Regions from separate parts of the Sus scrofa genome. Here region 2 is linked to region 1. Evidence: chromatin contacts called from public HiChIP or PLAC-seq data. All regions are on one chromosome and are shown on one strand. Each heading gives the region's core, a stretch centred on a gene start, on an enhancer-like site or on the middle of the called end of the contact. The rest is flanking DNA. Distances are from core to core; before and after follow the strand shown. Region 1 has its middle 150 kb from the start of BCOR. Region 2 overlaps BCOR (BCL-6 corepressor).

Region 1 (6,316 bases), core at 1,666-4,165:
CCCTTGAATCTGGGTTCTCTAACTGCTTGACCAACAGAATACAGTGCAACTGACACTGCTGGTTTCTGGGCTTAGTTTCCTTAAGTAACTGGCAGCTTCCATTTCCTAGCTTTCTTGGGTGCTCACTCTTGGCACCCAGCCACCATGCTGTGAGGAAGCCCAAGCGATCCTGTGGAGAGGCCCACATGGAGGAGAACCAGAGCCAGCACCAGCTTGCCAACCATGTGCGTGAGCCATCTTGAAAATGGATTCTTGAGTCCCCGTCGAGCTGCCCCAGTTGCCGCAGCGCGGAGCAGAGGTGAGCTATCTCTGCCAAGCCCTGCCCAGACTGCAGATTCTTGAGCAAAATAAATGATTATTGTTGTTTATACCACTAAGCTTTGAGGTGGCTTTACACAGTAATAAACAGAACAGGATCTAACTTAAACATAGTAAAGTGTACAGCCCTGAGAAGTTTTACAATTGTAAATAACCAAGTAGCCATCCATTAGGTTAGATACAGAATAACTGCATTGGGAACTCCTGTCACGGCCCAGTGGAAACGAATCCGACTAGGAACCATGAGGTTGCAGGTTCGATCCCTGGCCTTGCTCAGTGGGTTCAGGATCCGCCATTGCCATGAGCTGTGGTGTAGGCTCGGATCCCGTGTTGCTGTGGCTGTGGTGTAGGCCTGCGGCTACAGCTCCGATGAGACCCCTAGCCTGGGAACCTCCATATGCTGCAGGTGCGGACCTAGAGAAGACAAAAAGACAAAAAAAAAAAAAACCAAAAAAAAAAACCCAAACAAAAAACCAACCAACCAACCAACCAACCAACCAGAGTATCTGCATTTCCCCAGAAGGTTCCTTAGTCAAACAGTTTCTTGAAATACTACCCAGGCACCTGAACTCTTACCCCACAGTTCTGGGCAGCTCAGCATTTATGCTTTTTTTCTCAGAGACATTTCCAAACTTAACTGGCTTGGAAACATCCTCTTCAGCCTCCATCGATGGAATAAAAACAGGCCAGAAAAGAGCAAAGGCTCGAATGGAAGGCAACCAGATTTCAGTCTGTAACCTCTGGGATGTAGGTCGGCAAGAAAATGAGCTGATCTGCTCTCAAACCTCCCATCAGCAGCGTCACCTCATAAAAAGCAAGCGCACAGGGTGCCGTCTTAATACCTGCGGTCAGGCCTGTGAGGCCTGCTTTGGTACTTGCAGTCCTAACTCCGGCCAAAGCAACAGAGGCCAAAAAGGCTTTGGGGAATCTTTAAGCTGGGTGGGGGAGAGTCCTGCCCCCCTCCCCAAATCTGCTTCACCAACTGCTTTACTTCCAACTGTGGGCTGATTTCCATTAATCACACTTGGCCCTAAGTACCCTGGAACAGCCTTTCAGGAATTTTAAGGGGCTCCTGACAAAGCAGGTCCCTGAGACCAAACAATAGTGGTCTCCAGGAAAAGCCTGGATGCGGAAGGGACGTGTCCACCCTCACTCCTGGCCTTCCTGGAGACCCAGGTTCCAGGCCTGCTTGTGATCTCCCCAGGTAGGAACCCGAGTTCCTCCACTAAATAGATTTTCCTTTTGTTGTCACATTAATTTGCAACTCATTAATAGTGACAGAAGTGAGGTACTGCACCGATGTCATTTGCATATTCATGAGTGACTTATTATTAAACAAATAAGATTTTCCTATCTTCGTGAGCACCCAAAGTAAGGCTGAACAGTACATTACACCGGCCCTGATGCTTTATTCTCTCTTTAATATGTTAATAGATGCAGTTGATTTCTTTAAGTAAATACGCATCTATAAAACAACACGTACTTTATAAAAAAGAAATCATTTAAATAATAATCCATTAGCAAAGTTGGCAACAATTTAAGAGGAACAACCCATTAATACCAACGCGTGAGAATCAATTTGCGAATTTTAACTCGGCTGGGTGGTGGGTTGCGGACGATCGAGGAGGAGGACGTGCGAGAGTGTGTGCGCGCTTAAAAAAATATTGTAATGAGTTTCCGAAGACGAGCACTCGAATCCTTCGCATCTTTCGGGTGCCGGCTCCCAGTAGGTCGAAAACTGCCTGCGTCCTGGCCGGGATCAGCGTTTTTCCGGCATCCGCAGGGCAGTGGAAGGGTGATCTGAAAGCAGGCCGGAGCGCCACGTCGGCCGGGCAGCTCTCACTGTGCCCACGGGCCCCGCATGAGCACCGGGTTAAGGCGCGTGGAGGCGGGGCGGGGCCTGGGCTCCGGGCGAGACTCCCCTACGGGGCTGCGGCTGATGGCCTCCCCTCCGATCCACCCCCCCCTCCGGCACCGGTTTCGTCGTCATAGCCGGTTCTTTCCTGCCGGGGTCAGGGCGCGCTCCCCCCGCGGCGGCGCGGAGCGCGGGGCCAACCGCGCACCCTTATCTCGGCCGAGTCAGACACTCGCCGCGCGGAATCTGTTGACATTTACTATTGTTCGCAGGAGTCCGGAGCACGGGGCGGGGGCGGGCGGGCCGAGACAGCGAGAGGGAGGGCGGCGAGTGTGGGGCCTGCGGTCGGCCTGGGTGTGTGTTTGTCTGAGCTCGCGAAGGGTGAGGGTGGGGGTCGGGGGAATGCGCCGTCTCCACGGAGGACAAAAAGTGACTCGCGGGCCCGGAAGCTTCCAAGCCGGCTCACTGGCCCACGCCGGGAATTGAGGTGGTGGTGCTGGGGCGGGGGAAGCGGGGGGAGTGGTACACAAGAAGAAAGATGGGGCAGCCGGCGGTGAGGTCCGCGGATGGAGGGGGTCGGCTCCAGCCACACGGCCCCCAGTGACCTGCAGGACACAAGTGCATTTGTGCCGAGCCGTGGCGGGGATTAAAGTGCCATACGGCTCGAGCGAGGGGGGCGAGGCGGATGGAAAACAACTCCCCGCGCGCACAAAGCGCGCATTGTTCCAGCCACCTCCATTATGCCGCGCTGCAGCCAAGAGCCCGTTTCGCAACTGCCCGCCCGGCGCTCGCGCGTACACACACACACACACACACACAGCCTCGCAACACGCGCGCGCGCACACATACACACACACACACACCCTGGAATTCGCCCGGGCCGCGGCCAGGGGTGGGTGCGCTCCGCCGGGACTGGGAGAGGCCACTGGGGCGGAGGATGGGGGTTGGGAGAGGGGCTCGCAGGCGTCTTTTTCAGCTCGGCTGCTTGTCTATTCAGGGCTAGGCTTTTAAATGTCTTCTCTCCCTAATCGCCTCCCCGGCACTTCTCCTTTTCTCCGGTTCCTCGGGCCTGCCCCGAGCGCACCCCAGAACCTGGAGCTCCCCGAGAAAGGCGGCGACGGCGGGGGTTGGGGGTTAGGGAGGGAGCGCTCTCGGCCGCTGTCGCCCGGGGATCGCAGCCCCAGGCGCGCAGCGCTTGCCTGCTCTGCTGAGGACACGTGCTCGGGAGGAACCGGGGAAACGTCCCGCCTCCCTAGGAGAGGCTCCCGGAGCGCCCACATCCCGGGCTCTCCAGGACTTCCCCGGCCCCGGAGCGGGAGCTGCGGAACCCCACGCCGCACTGACGGGCCTGCCCGCAGGTGCGTGCCAAGTGGGACAGCTCGGCCGCCCCCACCCTCCCCAGGCCGGGGCCTGGGCCCTGTCCTCCGCCCTCTCCGGCCTTCACGGCACTGGATAGGCGCCTGGAGAGGAATTAAGACTTGCCAGCCTCTTAGGACCCTACCCTTTTCTCCCCTGGGAGCGGAGCGGGGGTGGGGATGGGGGGCAGGGAAGGAACCGAGACACCCCACTCGCCTCCCGTCGCGCCCTCCCTGGTGGGCAGGTGGGGAGCGTAGGAGCCCGAGCGCGGCGAGCCAGCGCGGTCTGGTTTCCTTTACGTTTACAAGCTATAAATAAACTTCCCCTTGGGCGGATGCGCGCTGCGTCCAAGGGTGGCTTCCCGCCGAATCCGGCGGGTGGTTTACGATCCCGGCCGGGAGCTGGTCCTAGCGCGGCCTGAGCCCCGGGTGGGGCGCTGGCTCGGGGAGAGCTCAGAGGTCGGCCAGGAGTGGCCGAGTGACCCTCCATCCCTTGCGGGCTTGGGGCGCCTCTGTGGTGTGGCTCGAGGGTGGGGCTGGGTGATTTATAAGCCGTCCCTTCTCCCTGCCGCTCCCATTTCACTTGTTTTCCTCGCCTTCTCCCGCTCAAACCCCATTCCCGAATCCTCGCCCCCAACCCTGCCCCGCGACGATTTGGTAATTGCCGGCTGCTGGAGCGCCAACGCAGGCCCCGGAGGCGCGCGTGTCCGCAGGGCGTGGGCGAGGCCCTCGGTGCTTTCACCCTCACGCCTCCGCCTGGGGCCGAGAGCTGGCCGGCTGAGCGGGACACGGCTGGGCGGCCGGGGGCGGCCTTGGCCGGAGAGGCGGGGAGGAAGGGCTGGCTGCACCACTCCGGAAACCGCGAGCCTCCCGGGTGGATCACTGACCCTCAAGGTCACGGGGCGCGGGGAAACCACCGCCCCGCGCCAGAGCTGAGGCCAACGCTCCCGTCGGAACTCCCCTGGAGGGTGGGCGGCTCCGCAAGGGAGCCCAGAGGACGAGATAGGAGACGTGACGCAGAGGCCGTCACGGGTCCCAACACTGCCCTCCACCAAAGGGGCGCCGTTTCACTCGACCTTGGCGACCACGCCGCGAAGTCGGGGGCCAGGCCTCCTCGAGTCCCCAGCACGCGCGCGTGTGTGTGTGTGTGTGGGGGGGGTGCTGGTGTACGTGCATGGGCCTATGGGGAGTCTCAGGGGAGTAGGGTGACTCTGGCAGCTGCTCTCTCGGTTCGTTTCCGATGAGACTTGGGAGGCCGCGGAGGAGAGGCGGCCATCCGAGTGGGCGAGAGCCCGGCTTGGGAATGGGAACGGGGAGGGGGCGCCTTCCCCTCGGGAGGTTCGGCAGCGAACGCCCCCAGCATCCCCTACCCTCCCGTCTCCGGGCCGCAGCCCCACAGCGCCCCAGGCTCGCTCCTCTGCTCGGTGTTTGTTTAACCCTCAACCCCTCCGAGGCAGCTGCGGATAGAGGGATTCCCGGCGGCGTTAATCCTGGGGCTGGACCCCAACCTCGGCCGCTGGGAGCGCCCCCCCCCAACCTCGAGGCCAGAAGTCCCAATGGGCCGGCGCCTCCGCCACCTAAATGGGTCTGAGGGCCGTCAGGGGTCGACAGAAGGGGACCCTTGGCAAAGTCCCCATTGTTCCCCGGGAGCTGGGAAGCTGACTCACGCTCTGAACAGAGCGATGCCGAGTGTTTTCTCGGCAGCCTTCGCCCGAGTGCTTTATTTAGACAGGCTTTATTTACAGTACACATGTTTTCGGCTCGTTATTCTGGAGGCGGGAGTGGAAACTGGGCAGAGCAGGAGTTCTCTCCGTGCGCCTCACGTTTGGAAGAGGCTGAGGCTCAGCGCAGTCGAAGGATCCCACTCCTGCCTGCGTGCTCTGTTCCCTAGTGAGAGGATGCGGAGGAAAATGGTGAGCGGGTGGAAGCGGGGGGCGCACACAGCGGTCACCCCCTTTCCTGATGCCGCTCTTCAAAATGCATAGCTCCCCAGGAACGTGAGACATGCGCAGGCCCACTGTACAGACTTCAGGGGGGCCAGAAATTCACACAGACAACACACACCGGCTTAGGGAGAAAAGTGTCTTAAACTCCTTTTCCTGGGCTTCTTTCTTATGGTTTTGGATTTTCTGGCTTAGCCAGGTCTTGGTCCCTCTGGATTCTGCGAAGACTTTGTCCAGACTCTTGAGTGGAGGGTCCAGGCCAGCCAGTGGCCTGGAAGGCCTCTGGTCGCCACCCTGCAGTCAAGTCTGCCTATTGGCAGCTACTCACTAAGCGGGGTGGTCTGGTTAGGGACTGCAGGAAATTGTCTGAGCTAGGTGAAATATTTCACAGAACCTTCGGGCGGCCCGAGGTTGACTTGAAGCTGGCGATGTTAAAACCCAAGCAAGGTTAACGAGTTCTCTCTCTCTCCTGACTTCTCCGGCGCAGTTCACAGAAAACTGGGGGTGGCGCTCTTTAGAGGAAGTAGGTTTAATGGCATTTCCTCTCATTTTTCTGCACAGCGAGGTGTTGCGGTCGTCTGCCCTGCTACTCGCAGGGCTCAGTAGCCTCACTGGGGCTGGGGTGGCAGAAGGGCCTCCCTAAGGTCCCTCTTTGCGGGGCCGCAGCTGACTCGAGCTCCGTGGCCACTGAATTCGAAGTCAGCCTGTTTGCTTGCTTCTAACTCCTGCTTGGAGTGAAGGGCAGCCTGAGCGGAGGTGCTGGTGGGGGGGGGGGCAAGGAAGTGAACAGACACCCGGGGCCTCTTCTCCTGGCCTTCCGCTCGTGCTAGCGCAGCTCCTGGGGT
Region 2 (6,316 bases), core at 1,101-3,600, 130 kb before region 1:
CTGAATGTGAACTTTTTGGTTTTGTTTTGGTGAAATAAAGTCATTCTGCATAACGTTTGCACCAGCTTGTTATTCTCATGGAGAAGCACTTCTGCTTCTCCACCCACCCAGGCAGCAGCCACACCAGCCTTTCTTTGCTTCTTCAGCTCCTCTATTAATTACCTCTCTCTTGCCTCAGTTTAGGCAGCCCCCGGTGCTTTGTTCAAGTACAGCAATAAACCCAAGACTGGGCCTAATCCTCCCTGGTCCTGACCTTCCTTCTAGAGGGCCTGGTGCCTGGTGGGGCCTCCTGCCCTCCCCTAACTGATTAGGGCCAAGGATGCCGCTTGTTGTGTTTGTGTGTGGTTTTTTTCCTCCCCTCGGCACACTTGTTGGTACTTTTCAGACAAATGGCTTCACAAAAAAAAAAAAAAAAATTGTATACGAGCAAAACTTCAAAGCGGTCCTTTGGAGTCAGGCCTGCACAAGCTGGGGGTCATCCTGCCGAGGAGCCAACTATCTGATTTCTGAACGGTAGCCGCGCCAACGGGTTACTGCTATCCGAATTCCTCTAGTAGCGCCAGCTTGAGTGGCCTGGGCGCACCCACCCGCAGCCCTGTCCAGCCCCCCGTGCCCTTTCCGGGAGGCGCAGTAACCATAAATGGTGCGACAGGCGGCCGGCCGAGCTGGTTCGGTGACGACTCCCTGGAGACCGCCGCCTCGAGCGGCAGGCCCCATCTGCAGTGCAGCTGAACGAGTTAAGCTGCCCCAAGTGTGAGCAGCCCGGGGTGGGGCCTGGACGAGAGAGAACCAACGGGAGCTCTGAGCAGCCTCGGCCTGCGGATCCCCCAATTACAGAACTGGAGGAGCCTGCCTGACTCCCCTTCTCTCGAAGGGATGCATGAGAGGCTTGCGATGGGGCCCGGGCGAGGCTGCGCTGGGGACCTTGGAGTTGCAAGGGGGATGCACCTTCCAGAGCCCCTAGGCGAGTAAGGAGCTTCTGCACTGAACTAGCAGTGAAAAGCTGCAGCACCCGACCCTCAGTCTCCTGCGGCCGAGATGAGCCTATGATACTGGCAGGCAAGGGAAGGCGGCTCTCTGCGCAGCCTCAGGTGCGCTAAGGTTAACTCGCTACCTCCGGGACAGCCCGCCCGGCAGAGCGGCCTCTGCCCTCCGCCCTCGGGCGCCGGCGGGATCCTGGGCAGCACCGGCCACCGCCCCGAGACTGCTGGGCTCAGCCCAGCGCAGCTCCGCCACGGCCTCACAAAGGCCCTGTGCGGCTGCAGCACACGAGGAGCGGCCACGACTCTCAGATCTTTAATTACGCCCCTACCCTTCCCCCCACCCCATTGCCGGCTTCCAGCCCTTTAATCAATTTCACGATATTAAATATTAATTTCCCGCCAGCCAGGCTTTCTCGAAGGAGGGGGAGGGGACGGGCAGGGCAGATCCGAGGAAGGGACGGCTTTGTAGGGTGTGACCGGGATAGTAGGGCGTGCTGGCTCCTAAGTGACCTGCGCGAGGAACTCGGAGCCACCGTGTCTGTGCTTTGCGGCTGGGGAACTTGGAGAGTTATGAACGCCGGGTGCAGACCTCCGGGAGGGGCAGCTAGGTGCGCCGAGAGCCCAAGTGCGCAGGGCGACAGCCTTCTGTTCCGCACCCCCGCCCCCCCGCCCAAGCCCCGAGTGAGCCTCACGCGGCCCCGCGGCGCGCAGCGATGATGGATCGCGCCTGGCGGGGGTGATTTGGTGTTGATCGCACATTATCACTGGCAGGTTGGACTGGTTGCTGATGGACGACTTCTAGCGGCGGCAGCAGCAGCGTCTTCAGACACCGCGCGGGGACTTGCTTGCTCTGCGAGGGTCTCTCATTCCCTCCCCGCCCCACTTTCCAGAGACAGGAGGACCTGAGAGTCCGAGTGGGGTCTTCCAGCACCCAGGGCCGCCAGCCCCCGTCCGGGTCCTGGTGTGGGCCGAAGGCCGGGCGAGGAGGGGGGCCAGGACGCCTCTCCCACTTCCTCCCATTCCTCCTTCTCTTGCCGCCTGCCCCCCCTCTTCCTTCCGGCTTCCCCATCGTAACCAAGAGGGTCTGGGTCACTCCCCGTGTGGTTTCCCCGCCGCCCGGTCCAGGCCATGGTGGGGGGCGGGCCGAGCTCCCCCGCCCCACGGCCCCCGCCCCTCTCCCGGGGCTCGCAGCATCGCCGCGCTGCGGTGCGCCCCTCCTCGCCTCTTTTTCTAAAGTGCCTGCAGATACAAAAGCGGTTTCGTAATGCCTTCCGTCTGCGAGAGCCGGAGGACCTTGGCTGACCTTTCGGAAACTGATTGCAACTGCCTGTTAACAGCCCGTACTGACCGCACCGAGCGGAGCGGAGGACAATCATTTAAGTGACAGACGGCGAGGTGGCCTCGGCTCAGTCGAGCGGCCTGGTTAAGCCCGCCCCGCCCCTCCCCCCCGAGTCCCCCCTCCTTCCAGCCCCGGGCGCACTGCGGGCTGTGGCGGGCGCTCCGGCGGGCGGGGAGGGCGCGCCGCGCGCGCGTGTGTGTGACTCTGTGTGTGTGTGTGTGTGTGTGTGTGTGTGTGTGTGTGTGCGCGCGCGCGCGCGTGTGTCCGCGATTACCGGCCGACGGGTTAACCCTTAGCCGAGCGGCCGGCCCCTTTGAGACCGGACGCTGCTGGCTTAATCTGCCATCTGCAAAAGAGGAATAAAAGGGCCGCCTCCGCCGACTTTCCCTAATGGGTAAACTGTCCCCTCTCAGCGTGACCGGGGCTGCGTCCCTGCTGCTGCCGAGGAAAGATCCCGACCCTCGGCTCTTCCGGCAAGTCTCCGAGCCCCCTCCCTGCGCCCCCTCCCTCTCCCGCACACAGACACGGACACAGGGGACAGCGCGAGGAGTCCAAGAGCTCGGAGAGACTCTCGGTGCAGTGGACGTGGGTGTTCCCGGTGTTTTCTGTTTTGGGAACTGGAGAAAGGTGGAGGGTGGGCCCGCACTGGGTAAGCGAGGTGGGGGAGGGGAGGCTGGTGACAGGGCACCTCGGGCTGCGCTCGCTCCCTCTCTCGGGAGAGATCGCCAGCTGCTCTCCAACAGGCAGCGCCCTGAAATCTATTTAAAGAGAGGGAAAGGGGAGGAGAACAAAGGGGGAGGAGGGGGGCGGCGAGCGGAGCCTGGGCGAGAGCGAGCGAGCAGGGAGGATCCGCCGCTCCGCGGGCACATCAAGCGCTCACATCTGTACACTCCGCGATCGATGGGGAGAATGGATAATATTTGTCAGCTGCAGACCTTTCTCTTCCCGGTTCCCGGGGAGGGGAGGGGGCGAGGGAGGGGGAGGGGCGGGCAGACCAGGCGAGAGAGGCCGCCTCAAGGACAGCGCGCTTCCCGCTGCAGCCACACGGAAACCCAGAGCCATGAAAGCCCGGGGATTTTTCTCTTATTATCATTATTAATTATTTTTTATTATTCCACAGCAGCCAGCGAACGCTCGGAGGCGCCCCTCCCCCGCTCGCCCGCCGCCTCCCTTTGTTGATTCTCAGCTGCGAGCGCGGCGGGCCCGAGCCGCCGCCGCCGCCGCCGCCGCCGCCGCCGCCGCCGAGCATGATCTGCTCTTGCGCCCTCGGTCGCAGCTGCGGCCCAGGAAGCCGGGGCTGCGTCCCCGCCCCCCACCCCCCATGGCGCGGCAGCCCCCCTTCCGCGCCCCTGCACCCCCCCTCCCTGCCTCCCGCCACGAGGCCAGCCCAGCCTCTTCGATGCTTCTCGCTGCGTCTCCGCATCCCCAACGCCGAGCTGAGGCGCTGGCTGCTGCCGCCCCAAGCCTCTGGCCGCGCGGGGGCCTTCGCCACCCCACCCCACCCCCAGCCCGCGGCGGCTGCACTCTGATGCCGCCGTCCTCACACATGGTCTTCATTTCGCACACTAGCGGCGTGCTTCCTCTCGGCTCCTCTCCTCGGGGCTTTTCGGAGCGAGGAGGGAGGTTTAAAGGAAGTTGGAAACCCAGCGAGCCCAAGGGAAAGGGGGAAAACCCTCGCTGTCGGTCTGAGCTTCCGAGGCGGAGGGGAGCGCCCCAAGGAGGGTGGGGCAGAGCTTGGGTGCCCTCCCCTTCCTTAGGTGCGGGGAAGGGCCAAGTGAGGGGTAGTAGCCGGGGAGGACAGGGAGCTGGAGAGCGAGCGAGCTCTGTGTCTGCTTTCGCTTGTCCCCTCGCCCGCTCGCACCGGCCAGGGCAGAAGTGACCCGCCCTCTCGCAAAGGCACAGCGGGTCTGGGAGCCGATCGGATTAGCGGTCATCAAATGAGACCAAAGACACTTCAGACTGTCCCCCCCATCTTCCGCTCAGGGGAGCTCCCTGGGCCTTTGCCCCCTCTTTCCTCCAAGACTGAAAGCCCGGAGCCGACGCCCCACAGGCCTGGGGTCCGGGCTCACTTTAGTGGGGGGGGGGCAGTGCAGAAAGTTCTAGTAGGGGTTTACTTGTAGCTTTGCGCCCCCACCCCCGCTGTCCTTCTGCGATTCCGGGTCAGCCTGCGGCGGCGTCCCCGACTGCTCCGCGGTCCTGGGCAGGGCAGGAAGCTGGCACGGCCGCGGGCTGGGCCGGCGCCACTTGGCCGGGCGGCTGCTCGCTGGAACTCGCGCGGCACCTTCGCGCCGAGTCGGGTTCCCGGGTCTCCCGCCCGGTCACCCTGAGTGGCTCCCCCGCCCCCCCGCAACTCCGTCGGTCGTCCTCCCTCCGGAGTCGCCCTGTCTCTGCCCGCCCTCTCAGCTTTTCCCCTCCTCGGTCTGTCTTAGGAGCCCCGTAGCGCAGTCAACCGCCCTTCCCGAGATTCAAAAAGAAGTTTTGTGTTTCCCCGGGGGCAGCAGCCTAATGCTTCCCTTGTTTTCCGGAACAAAGCAGACATTCAGTGGGGAGGGGGCAGGCGCTGACTCCTTCCCCTCCCCGCAGCACCCCGCACCCCTGCAGGTTCAGAACGCTCGCTCCCGGGCCCCGGGCGTGGGGTGGGGGCCCTCTCTCCCCAGGCTGGGCTTCAAAGGCCTCGCCCCCCGCGCCGCCCCACCCCACCCCCCTCAGCCTCTGCCGGGAGCCGGAGAGAAGGCGACAGGGTGTTTGGGTGAGGTTCCCAGCCCGGGCGGGGAGGGCGCGCACGCAGCTGTTTACAGTGTGCCCGTGCTGCTGGAAGCTCAGCCGCTGCCGCCTGACAGCGTGGGGCACCCGCGGGCTGCCAGCTCAGAGGAGGCGCGGAGCCGCGAGCCCTCCGGCACTCGGCCCGAGGCCTCGGCAGCCCCGGGGCCAGGGCGCGCGGGGAAGCTCGAAGTCTCCGATCGCTCGTTGCTCTTTCTAGCCCACAGACCGTCACCCCCTCCTCTCCAACAATGGTCTGAATCCCGTGGTGTATCAAAGGATCCGGGGCGCGGGGGGGGCGGGGGGGAGTGAAGAGCTCACTAGGGGCGCTCAGAGCAGGTTTTGCGCCAGGGTTCTGGGCAGCCCTTTCCCCCGCCAGGGGTAAGTTCTCCCGCCGGAGCGAGCACAGCACACCACTCTTGCAACTCGGAGATGCTTCTCCCTCCGGGACAGCTGCCCCTGCCCACCCTGCCCGATGGGCTTCCCCTCAACCCCACCCCCGAGGGGACCACTGCACTAGCTGTGCCCACGCGCGCTAAGCCTTGTCCGCGCAGCGCAGCCTTAGATCCCGCTCCAGTTCTTCCCCTCTCCTGGGCCTGTGGCCGGCCCCCGGCGCCTCCAGCGCGGTCTGAAACTTGATCCCGTGTCGGAAGGACAGTGTGTAAACACCAGGCGCGCTCCGAGAGCCCGCGGGAGGGGCCGGGCGAGGGCCGCCCGGGCAGCTCCGAGGCCCCCGCGCCCCCGCCCGCCTGCTCGCCCCGGGCACGATCGGCGGGGCCGCCGCCTCGCTCTCTGCCTTCCCAGTTGGCTCAGCTAATTGGAGCCGCCGCCGCCGCCGCCACCGCGGCGGCCTCTTGTTGAATTTTCTAGATCGCGACCGTTCAGTCGTGGCTGCTTGCGGCTCCCCTCCCCCTCCCACAGCTGTTATCTCTACGGGCAACTTGTTGGTGGTGGGGGCCGTCCCTCCACTGACCCTGGCCTCAAGCTCGGGGTTCACCCCGGCACTTTGGGGGTGTGTTTCTGTGGGGCATGGGAGGGGAGATAGAGTCTCATGGGAACTGGGAGGCTTCGGGCCAGAATCCGAAGCCCCGTGTTTTGGTGAGTGTAGCTACTATCCAGGGGATCCTATCAGCAGAGAGCCATCGTCCCCGCTGTCCTGTACCAGGAGGTGGTGACATCCTAGAGGGGCTTCAGGAACAACTCCGCTAGCAGCTTCAGTTGATTCCAGGAAAGC

The links. HiChIP or PLAC-seq counts read pairs in DNA pulled down with a chosen protein or histone mark.
Region 2: a contact with region 1 is called in an H3K27ac HiChIP or PLAC-seq map of skeletal muscle. The contact joins two enhancer-like sites. A contact is called at or near these places in 6 of 47 Hi-C or Micro-C datasets (epiblast stem cells, liver, mesenteric adipose tissue and 2 more) and 1 of 2 datasets of contacts at active chromatin or transcription factors (skeletal muscle).

The regions. Positions count from the first base shown.
Region 1 is chrX:35,738,085-35,744,400 of Sscrofa11.1, reverse strand. No RefSeq gene overlaps it. Among named protein-coding and RNA genes, the nearest start is that of BCOR, 150 kb to the left of the region's middle. Within about 2 kb of position 2,915, at least 48 of the 83 cell types and tissues checked have an H3K27ac peak or open chromatin away from gene starts, as enhancers often do. A contact at or near this core is called in liver and skeletal muscle, where this site is marked.
Region 2 is chrX:35,864,580-35,870,895 of Sscrofa11.1, reverse strand. The region is part of intron 1 of BCOR (BCL-6 corepressor); the gene reads left to right. Among named protein-coding and RNA genes, the nearest start is that of BCOR, 23 kb to the left of the region's middle. Within about 2 kb of position 2,350, at least 32 of the 83 cell types and tissues checked have an H3K27ac peak or open chromatin away from gene starts, as enhancers often do. A contact at or near this core is called in liver and skeletal muscle, where this site is marked.